Linked DNA regions of Anser cygnoides: region 1 is linked to region 2. The links are chromatin contacts, called in public Hi-C maps. All regions are on one chromosome and are shown on one strand. The core of a region is the stretch at or near the end of the contact, and the rest is flanking DNA. Distances in the headings are between cores, read along the strand shown.

Region 1 (5,206 bases), core at 870-3,369, 530 kb after region 2:
TTGCTGTTCCTCAACACGTCTCTTTATTTTTTATTTTTTTATTATTTTTCTCCAATTTTTGTTTAATTCTAGGAAAGGCCAGCAACTGATTTCAGGTGGATCCTGAGCCCAACAAGTGAAATGAGACTAAACCGGCAGCTGGAAGCAGTCAGCCTCGGTGAGCGTGCCGGCGAGGCAGACAAGACGCATGTCGGCACGGCGTTCCTCCATGCTGGGAAGAGGACTCAATGCATGCACCCTGCGCCCACCCTGCCCGCCCCTGGGAGCACTCGTGGTACCGGGCAGCACAAGACGCCGGGCATCCCTCATCCCAAGCCCATGGTAATGCTCTGCTGGAGTTTCCAGCTGGGCTGGGTGAGTATTTTGGGGATTGCAGGGTGGTGACAGTCAGAAGGGACACCTGGGGGTGTCTGAGCAAAGGGTGACATTTAGCTTGGCTGTAATCTGTCCCCCAAAGCAAGCAGGTCTCCCTTGGCCCTGTGGCTGCCAAGTTACCACCCCACATGCAAGTTAATTAGCTCTGCTCTTTGTTTTCTTCCCAGTGCTTTTCCACAAATATCTGTATAAACAGGATTTCTCTTTCTCACTTATGAAAATGGAAGTGTTCTGTGCTGCGTCCTTGTTTGTTTGTTTGTTCCGTGCGACATGCAATGGTTTCCAGGAAAGCTGGAACCCTCCCAGCCCGCAGCCAGGTGCTAGGGGTGCCCCAGCTGGGAGCGCGGGCGCACGTGCCTGCCCCCCCGGCACCCGCGGCACTCACGGCCTGCCCCAGCCTGTGCCCTCCGCGTTGCACAACGGCCAACGGAAAACACGGATCGCGTTTCTTCCCAAACCTGCCAGAAAACAAACACAAAGACACTTTTGGGGGGCTGGAGGAAGGGAGCGTGTAAGCAAAGCATTTCTGTACGATGGAAAAAGTCATTAAGCTGAGTGGCTTTGTGGCAATGCCTATTTGTACACACTGCTGGTTTCCCACATCGGAAAGCTTTGCCTGGCTCTAAATCCGGTGCTGTGGCGTGCACTGGATTTTGCAGAGAGGCTCCAGCAAAAGCACAGAGAGGTGGGGTCTGCTGGTACCCACCAACTGGCTGTTAACTCTGGAGAGTAATGGTGTCAGGGCAAACAGCAGCAAGCACTCTCTTTTTCTAACCGAGCCCATGAGAAGGAGAAGCAATGGTGCTTTCTGCTTTTTTTTTTTTTTTTTTCTTTTTTACCCAAACTGTCTTTGTGGGGTCATCACACAGGAGACTGCCATTACCTGTGTGGCGACAGGGGAGGAACAGGGATGCTTAAACCAATCCTGCGGGCGCTGGGGTGAGAGGACATGGGGATGAATGCAGCTGGGGAAGTGTTTGTCCCAGTAGGAGACAGCTGAAAAGTGACAGAGATGGGAATGGGGTGTCCCTGGCTCTTCTGAGACATCCCCACTAAGGCCACCCTGACCCTGAGGCATGCAGGCTTCAGCTGTGGGTGCTGCCAGGGGCTCCGTTCCCCCCAAATAGGGCTACAATGGGACAGCTGCAGCCCCTCTGGTCTTGGCCAGGCTGAGGGACTGCAGCACATCAAGCAGCCGGAGTCCTGGATTTGCCCTAAATTAAAAGTTGTTTCTTGTAGGATTTAAATTCCTTGACATTGCTCTTTGTATTACTGACCTGGATTTATTTATTATTAGAAATAACTTCTCCCAAATTGCCATATTAGAGCATCGCTACAGCTGGGGCCAGGAGCTCGCAGCTTAGATATTTGTCACCCTGCTCTTTCACTGTCCCCAAGCCTGGCTGAGTGCTGCGTGTATTAGAGGCTGGGGGGGGTGGGGGGGGGGGCTTGTCACCAGGCTGCTCTGAACTCTTTCTTTCTCTCCTGCAAAGCTGCAAAAGAAAAGGAACCTTTGGGATTAGATAAAATGGCGTGACATGAAAACCAAACGTGTTGCACGTGAAGGGTGTTAGTTTGTGACCCGCAAGCAGCAATTTAGTAAACATTTTGGGGGGAAAGCGCTGCAAAGGCGGGGGGGCGGGGGGGATTAGCTTCGGACAGCACGCTGAAATCTCCCCACCAGTACCTCCAGCAGGTGAAGAATCCCGAGGGCTGCGGGGGGCGGGGGGGGCTCAGCCGGCTCCGGGACTCATCGGGAACTGCTCCGTGCCGGGGCTGCGGGTACCGGCGGGGGGGATGCTCGGAGCCCCGCGGTCCGGGCACCCGGTGCGGGGCGGCCCCGAGGATGCGGGGGGAGCAACGGGGGGGAGGAAAAGAAACCGGTGCCTCCTGCCCGGGGGGGGGGGTGGGGGGGGGTGAGCGTGAGGCTGCGGGCGGCACCGCCACCGGGATCGGCCCCGCAGCGCAGCCCGGGACTGGGCGGAGGCGGGCCCGGGCGGGGCGCAGGAGCCGGCCCGTTCCAAACCCGCCCCCCGCCGCGGGGAGGAGGCGGTGGCCGAGTTTCCCCCCCCGTCGGCCCCCCTCCTCCCGTGCCGTGCCGAGCCGAGCCGTGCTGTGCTCCAGCCGTGCCGTGCCAGAGCCGAGCCGTGCCAGAGCTGAACCGAGCCAGAGCGAGCCGTGCCGGTCTGAACCCAAGCGTGCCGAGCCGTGCCGTGCCGTGCCGTGCCGAGCCTTCTCATGGCGGCCCCCGGTCCCACGCGTGTCCCGGTCCCGGCACGGAGCCGCCGCTGAGAGCTGCGCTCCGGCTCGGCGTCCAGGTAAGCCCCGCGACGGGGACAGAGCACCTGTTCCGAGCCTGGCACGGATCCTGCCCACGGCCGAAGGGGCTCCTCCGGGGACCTCAGGCGAGCCCCAGGACCCTGCGCCACGGAGGTGCTGAGCCCCGGTCCTGGGAACCCCCACCGGACCCCGGTGGGACCGGGCCGGGGGCCACAGCCCCTCGCCCCGGGGGGGAGCAGCCCGAAAAACGGGGCTGGCCCCAGCCACCCACCTCCCGCTCGGTGCCGGGGCGGCCTTCGGGGCTGCTGAGGGAGTTTGCTTCATACTTGGAGACCGTCCCGCTGCGCAGAAACGCAAACACGGCGAGGACGGCTCAGGGTGCAGTTTGTTCACGTGGAGGGGTGGGGTGGGGGGGGGGGGAAATGTGTCCTGTCTAAATATTAGTTTAAGAAACGGAAGGCTCTGTGGCCGGTCTGCCTGCATCTGCAACCCCGTCACCTTCTCCCAGCTCTAGCTGCCAGCGTTCAGCCGCCTCTGAGCTGCGGTTTCTGCATCCAGAGCTTAGCAGGGGCTAGGAGGCGAATTTCACCCCAGCATCGAGGGAGGGAATTTCCCGTTCTTGCTGTGGTCTGTACGAAGGCTTTAAAAAAACAACCTAGACCTCAGATGTCTTTATTGCACATATATGGTAGCTTGTAGCCAGCACTGATTTAAATCCTAGCATTGCTTGGGGAGCCAATCCACAATTCGGCGCTGGGTCGAGGGCATGCTTTATTGCAGTGGGAGGAATGGCTGATGGCTGTCAAAAGTGATGTGTGGGTCCCAGCCACGCACTGAAGTCCTGGTTCTGAAGCCAGGATCACCTGTGGATCCCAAATTCAGACTCCCACATTCGTGTGTGCTCCTGGCTTTAAGAGTAGGAGCGGCTGAGATGCTGCAAGATGCAGAGCAGAGCAACCAGGTGGAGAAGCCGGGGGGGGTGGGGGGTCTGCACAAGATTTTAGGAGGCTTGAGCACTTGCCTTTTATTTTTTTTTTGTTTTTTTAAGCTGCCGCTTGTAACTGGGCCTCAGGTTCTGCCCCAGAGCGTCCTGCTGCAGCACTGTCCCCAGCTGTGAAGCAGAGCTGGCGATGCTGTGCGGGAGCCTTGCTCTGGGATGTGGCGGTTCCTGGCGCGAGCGTCCTTGGGGGCATCACCGGACACCTACCCGCTAGCCAGGGTGGGCTGCAGGCCGTCCTATGCCTCCACCAGCAGGTCCAGTGCTGGGCTGTGGGGAAAAGAGACTTTTTTTGTTTCTACATCTCATGTTTTTTTAATAGCACTGGATCTTGCAGTGCTAGCTCAGTCCTGGTCCAGCTCCTGCCTTGCCTGCAGGGAGGAGCAAAGGAGGTGCAGTGTACCCCTGGGGGACACTGTGCCGTATCCCCCTAGCTGTGCAGTGAGCCACAGCTGCAGCCGCTTGGAGCAGGATTTGTCATGCAGAGGAGGCACTCGCTGTGCTGGGGCCGGGCTCCTCTTGGGCTGTGGGGCTGCAGAATTTGGTAGGGTGAGGAGAGAACCCAGCACCCTTGTGGCATCCAGCCCCTGAGCCGTAAGCCAGAGGACCTGGCCCAGCTTTGCTGCGACACAGCCGGGGACAGGCAGGCTGGCGCTGCTCCAGCATCCCGGCTGCGGTACCTGGGATGTGGGCACCCCTGGGTGCTCAGCGGTGCTGGGCGCGGAGCAGGGCTGGCAGCAGCTGCACTGGGTGCCCTCCCACGGTGCAGACGTGAATCACAGCTCAGTGCTCTCCCTGCTTGCCTGGTAAAACCCCGCTCCCAGGGCTGTGCTGTGCTGCTACAACTCTGTCAGGCTTGGTTCTCCGGAGTGTGCTTTTAAGGTTGACTTCCAGCCCTGGGGAGGCTGCGAGGGAGGATCTAAGATTTGCAATATCCACTTTCTGAGGCCAATGTACCTTGTATGTAGCCTGAAGTGAAGCCCAGCTGGTAGTGTGGCCAGAGTAGGCATCACCTTGACTGTCCCCAGCGCCACATGCCATGCACATGCCTGGCGTGGTGGCATTAAGCACATGAGGCAGGCAGCTTCCTATCCAGGAGGTCCCCATCCTGTGACGTGCCCATGCAGGGGTGGGTTTGGGGTCACGAAGACCTGGCAGCTGCCTGGTGATGCCAGCCTCCCCCTCCAGAGCAGCCTGTGGTACCCAGTGGGGCCAAATCTTGACTGAGTGGGAGATGCCGGGAGGGGGAAGGACGGGCCAGGCACGCAGTGCCCGTTGCGGGAGGTGCAGTCGGGCAGCTCAGGACTGGTGTGTTTTACCACTGTGTTTTTTCCCCTGGTGCCGCAGGCATTTTCATTGCTGGTCTAAGCTAAAGCACATGTGCACAGTCCTGCTGGCAGGAACCGACCCTTTGCAAAGCCCAACAGGGGCAGCAGCACATGGTCCTGCTCTGGCAGCTCTCAGGGCCCAGCTTGCTTGGGCTGGTGGCAAGGATCTCTCCCCGCACCCCCCACCCCCCCAGCCATGCCCGGGGTCCCTCAGCACCCCCAAAAG
Region 2 (5,774 bases), core at 773-3,272:
TTGTCGTCTAAGCTGCAGGAGAACAGACAATGTTTTCGTTTGGCAATACACTTTGTTCCATCACAGTCAATCAGAGCAGTTTCAGGACACAGAAGGAGGGTGGGGATTTAGACACTTATTCTTGTTCAAAGTGGAACCAATCAATGGTTTATCCATGTGCTCAGAGCTCCTGGATGGGAACATTTTAAAGCAAATAAATATAAACAACACAATAAAAATATTATATATGTATACTCAGATGCAGCTACAGTACCTGAAGGCAATAAACAGGCTTGTTGTAGCCCGGGTTGAACAAAAAAGAAAGAATACAGACATCTACATTTTTATACAAAACCATGATTTTTTTAAAAAAATCATTACAATGTATCTTTAGTAGTTTTCTTTGGCTCTATAAAAATCTTTTTTTCCACTTCATTTACAAGGCATACCTGCCCACAAACTCAATTCAGCATCATGTAAACCTTTATTTTAGCTTTCTTTCAGTGTAGGACAGTAACATCCACCACTTAGGATGTGTCCTGACTTGCACGATGTGCTTCTGGCTTGGTTTTTAGAAAGGGGCTGGTATCACCTAGTAAGCAATAGGCTGAAATGTTCAGAACGGACTGAGTCAAAGATTGGACCAGGGAATTCTCATGTATTTATTTTCGTACACATTTGACTGCTGCTTTCTTTTCAATTTAAGAAGGCGTTTACACCTGTATTGTCCAGAAGAGATCTGGGCTGTCTGAAACACTCAGCCTTTCCTTCAGACCTTGCTCTCGCAGTGGGGTGCAAAGACGCAGCTGTGCCTCGAAGCCTCGGGTTCCCACAGCGCTTGCAGGAGATCAGAAGCGCCGTGCAAGTTATCAGGGGAGCTTTACGGTTCGTCACGGGGCTCGGGGAGCAGGTTAGCGTCTGCTATGTAAATAACCAGCCTTTATTTGCTTCCTCATTGAAGGTACAGCACGAGGCTTTTTTCTGTTCAGGTTACTAAGAGTCACTACCCAGACAACTTGAAAATTATACACCGCACAGTGGCCAGAATAAAACACAAACTGAAGGTAAACGCGACGTTGCGATTCTAGCATCAACCAAGGATGGGCGCACCAAAAAGAGGTCACACTCCCGGCCTATTCCTCCTGGGACTCCCCGCCCTGTACTTGGGTGACTGGTTAATTATTTTTTTTTGACGTTTCTCTCAGCATCCAGCCTATAGGACTACAGAGAATGGCCTCAAGTTGCACCAGGGGAGGTTGAGGTTGGAAATTAGGAGGCATTACTTCTCAGAAAGAGCAGTCAGGTGTTGGGACGGGTTGCCCAGGGAGGTGGTGGAGTCACCGTCCCTGGGGGTGTTTAAGGAGAAGTTGGATGTGGTGCTTGGGGACGCGGTTCAGTTGGCGATAGTGGTGGGAGGGGAATTTTCATCTTGGAGGTCTTTTCCAACCCTAATCATTCTATTAATTCTATGATGCCCATGCAGGGCAAGCCTGAAGCCGCAGGAGCCATCCCCTTGTAGGACCTATCGGGGCCCCAAGCCTACGGGCCGCTGAGGGCACCCTCAGGGACACCGCCTCTCCCCTCCCCCCCCGCCGCGCATGCGCCAGGCGCGGCCCGGCCCCTCCCTTTCCCCGCAGTTTACCTCAGCCAGGCGGAGGCGCCGGACGCGGGGCTCGAACCGGCGTCCCTGCGATCAGCGAGGGTTGCGACACCGTACCGAAGCCTCCCAGCCCAGCCCCGCCCCGCCCCGCCAGATCCCGCCCACCCGCGGAGGCGTAGCCAATCGGAGCTCTCCGTGACTCCCAGTCTCGTCGCCTTTCCAACCAGCGCCGAACTCCTCGCGCTGTCGGCCAATAGGGAAAGAGCTCGATGTTCCGCCCCCGCTCTCCCTTTAGCCAATGGGAAGCGAGGCTTTCTAAGTGACAGTTGGGCCGTTCCCGCACGGGAGCTCTTTCCTGTTCGGGGGCGTGGTCTGCTCCGGGGGGGCGGTACCACATGGGGGGGCGTGGCCGCACAGAGGGTATATAAGGACCCACTGCGGCCGGGGTGCCATTTTGTGTAGCAGCGCCTGGAGAGCGGCCGGCGGGAGGCAGCGGAGGGTTTCGGGGTTCGGACCAGAGCGGCCGGATGGTGAAATCCTCCCTGCAGCGGATACTCAACAGTCACTGCTTCGCTAGAGAGAAAGAGGGGAATAAAAGCACCATCATGCCCGCCGTGCTGAGCCTCAGTACCGGACAGAGCAGGTGAGGGGCTGGGGCCTCGCTCAGCCTTTGCACCGCAGGGCGTTCGCCGCTGCCTCCACTCCCCCCCCCCCTCCTCCCCCGCCGGCTCTGGTTTTCTTCCTCCTCCTCCTCCTCCTCCCCCCCGGACCGGGGGCAGGGCTGCTCCGTGGTGGGGGCGGGCCCTGCGGCCTGGCCTCCTCCCCCGTAAAAGAAGGGGGGGGGGGGGGGGAGGGGAAAAAATACAAAAAAAATTACTATTGTTTCTTAATTTTCAGACGTCTAAGGCAGCGCCGTAAGGTCGGTTACGCCCCTAGCCGTGCCAGGGGACACGTCCGAGCCCCCCCCTCACACACAGCCGGGCCCGGGCAGGCGCCCCCCGAGCCCCCTCGCGGTGCCACGTTAGCGGCAGGCCCCGGCCCCGCGCTGGGCTCAGCCGAGGGGGGAAGGCTGGGGCAGGGCACCCCCGGCCCCTCGGGGGGCTGATCCGCCGTACCCCCCCCTCCCCGGCGGGGTAACGGGGGGAAAAGGCTCCTGAAGACAAAAGGCACGGCCCCCAGGGGGAGAAAAGGCAGGATTAGGCAGAGAGGGGAAAGGGCTGGAAGCTGTTAGCCCCTTACGTAAGCGCAGATATTCTGGAGAAGTAATCGAGGTGCTGAGCCTAAAGCAGAACGTAAGGCTGTTACGGGAGCTCTCAATTTAAAAGCCAACGGAAGGATTAAACAATCCTAACAGATGCTGGGGAGAAGAGATCTGGATCGGGGTGACGGGGCTGCAGTGATGGAAGCTTAGGACGTGGGTCTGCCCTGAATAAAGAGAGTGAAGAACAGACCTGGTGTGTGCATTGTGAGACCAGCCCTAGAATGCTACAGAAAGCTGTTTTTATACTTAACTGCAGGTTAAAGAGAGGTGATTTTTTTTTCAAGAGGAGTAAGATTACCCAAACATCACGAAAATATATTCTCAGTTATAAACTGTAGACAGCCTTCATTATATAGTGCTTTTCATTGGGTGAAAGGTGAAATCATAAAGGATTACTACTGCACAGTTCTGAACAAGGTGTTCAAAGGCTTATTTGTAAGGCTAATTAGGAATACGTAGATCTGCAATCATTCTGAAATAAAATAAGTAATGCTAGTATTAAAATCATTTCAGAGAGTCTAAAATAATGGATTGAACACATTTAATTGAGATTGAGCACATTATAATTTTTAGTTTAATAGCTTCATAGCCGCTGTGCTTACTAATGCCTTCTGGCATTTAATATTTGACCTATATGGCTATTCATTGCCTTTCTAATACGGATTATTCATCACAGATTCCAAGCTCATTAAAAATTAAACTCGTATGAACTGTGCAAAATGGTGGATTATTTTGTACATGTTTATTCTGATTTGCAAATGGCTGCTGGCACTCACAGACAGGACGATTGTGAAAATTTCCCTAAGGGCCTCGATTGCTGCATCTGCTGAGATGACGCAACTCAAGAGTGAGCCTGCAGGGTGAAGGATGGTGCAGAGGGAGGGGCCAGGCGGCACAGCGATTGCTGTTCCTACAGTAGAAGGCTTATTCACAGCCAAGCAGGCTTAGAGATGGGATGAAACAGCACACACAGAAGAAATGTTTCATATCTGAAGATAACATTCTTCACCTTAAACACTGAATGTGGCTAAGCAAGGTATAATTGCTCCAAAAGTCAGTCAGTAGAAAGACTTGGAGATTTCCAAATCATCAGATGTGGTCTTTAAGTTGAAACTCGAGAGCTTGCTTCTGAGCTTTGCCTGATAACATTTGAGATAGTGTCCTCTGCGAGGCTATTTAATGTAATTTTCTGACCTCAAGCCAAAAGAGCTGATGCAAAGATCTAATGTAATTAAGGCTGTATATCACAGGGAAAAACGATTTCCAGGGTGGGGAAGAAAATGGGATTTTGCATACGTGGTAGTGAAATGGTTCCTTTCTTGAGATCAGGTCAAACATACAGCTGCCATGATACAGAAGTGTACTTCATACCAAGTTGAGAGTATTTTCATCTCCAAGCTAGTATTTCATTCAGTATAGTACAGTAGTAGCTTTCTGATGCCTGCAGATCTGGGCTTTAGGTGATGTTCTCGTGCTTGGCCTGTATGTTCTTTTGTCTTGCTACTTGACTAGGTTGCAGTGGGAGGAGTTCCCTCAGTCTACAAAACTGTGCCCTCTAATCCCTGTAAAACCTAGAATTCCCAGGGCTCTAACACTGCTGCTTGTTTACCTTTAACTGTGATTCTTTTCTAGTTCCAGGGTTCCCTTCAATTGCTGTAGTAACCTGGGTCCGGGGCCTCGGTGGTGCTCCTGATGTCCCTCACCCACCCCTGAAGATCCCAGGTGGGCGAGGGAATAGTCAGAGGGATCACAATCTTTCAGCTAATTTATTTTACTCGGTGAGTATGAGTAATGTTAAGCAACTTGCTCTGGTAGGTGGGAAACTTTTCTTGTCCCAGCCCTTTTAATGGGAGTTAAATCTTCTCCAAAATGAACTGGAAGTAATGTTGCACGTATTACTGCTACAGGATAATCGGCTGAATGTAACAGAAGAACTAACATCTAATAACAGGACAAGAATTCTGAATGTCCAGTCAAGGCTTACAGATGCCAAACACATTAGTTGGAGAGCAGTGCTGAACAACAACAACCTCTATATAGAAATTCCCAGTGGTGCTCTGCCTGAAGGGAGCAAGGACAGGTGGGTAGAATAAAATGCAACTTGAGTTTGATTTGTCTTGAAGATCTAGCATTGTACTGTTGATGTTCTCTTCAGTCTGCTCATGGTGCTTGATGCTCTCTTGTAAGAGACTACAACTAAGTGATCCTGATCTGAGAGCTTCATCTGCTTGTTCTGTCAGGCAAAATCAAGGGCAAAGATCTGATTTCAAATCGCATTCGTGGTAGTGGTGGTTGCTTTTATCCACTGAAAATACCATTCTGGTTCTGAGTCCGTCACTGCAGTTCTCCCTTTAGCTGCAACAAAAAAAAACATTTTTTTGTGTAATTAAGATTTAAATTTGTGTCTCAAGTTATAGCTATGGCTTGGGGATTTCTCGTTGGTGTGGGTCTCCAACCCATGCCTGCTACTTGTGCTTGTAATGTGTGCAGGTGGGTTCGTGGGGCCTTGCTACCCACCCCTGAAGGAAGCGCTTGCTCATGTGCATTGAATGCCTTGCATTTGTTTCGTAGTTTTGCAGTTCTTCTGGAGTTTGCTGAAGAACAGCTTCGAGTTGATCATGTGTTCATTTGTTTCCACAAGAACAGAGATGATAGAGGTAGGTGTTAGCACTGTCACTAAAGATGTTAATGCAATATTTGAAGTTGGTTTTGGTGGAAACTTTTAACTGTTATTTGATACCAAGAGAATGAAATGTTTTCTTTTTTTTTTCTAGCTGCATTGCTCCGTACTTTCAGCTTTTTGGGCTTTGAGATTGTGAGACCAGGGCATCCCCTTGTCCCCAAGAGACCAGATGCTTGCTTCATGGCCTACACGTTTGAGAGAGAGACATCAGAAGAAGAATAGATTGCAATGTTTGCCTTTTAGAGCTTTCT

The links. A called contact is a pair of places that touch in the nucleus more often than the background predicts.
Region 1: a contact with region 2 is called in a Hi-C map of liver, with 5 times the contacts expected there. The contact joins the promoter of NRTN here to the promoter of OAZ1 in region 2. A contact is called at or near these places in 2 of 7 Hi-C or Micro-C datasets (both in liver).

Annotation. Positions count from the first base shown.
Region 1 is chr27:6,079,705-6,084,910 of Taihu_goose_T2T_genome, forward strand. NRTN (neurturin) reads left to right here and starts at 2,120. Exons shown (of 2, transcript XM_066983823.1): 1 at 2,120-2,693. The coding sequence starts at 2,222. LOC106048417 reads left to right here. Exons shown (of 7, transcript XR_010826693.1): 7 at 1-1,746.
Region 2 is chr27:5,545,819-5,551,592 of Taihu_goose_T2T_genome, forward strand. OAZ1 (ornithine decarboxylase antizyme 1) reads left to right here and starts at 2,023. Exons shown (of 6, transcript XM_048077751.2): 1 at 2,023-2,222; 2 at 4,473-4,530; 3 at 4,532-4,618; 4 at 4,748-4,920; 5 at 5,412-5,497; 6 at 5,615-5,774. The coding sequence starts at 2,107. The coding sequence ends at 5,745. LOC125184497 (a long non-coding RNA gene) reads right to left here and starts at 1,892. Exons shown (of 3, transcript XR_007168605.2): 1 at 1,622-1,892; 2 at 1-169.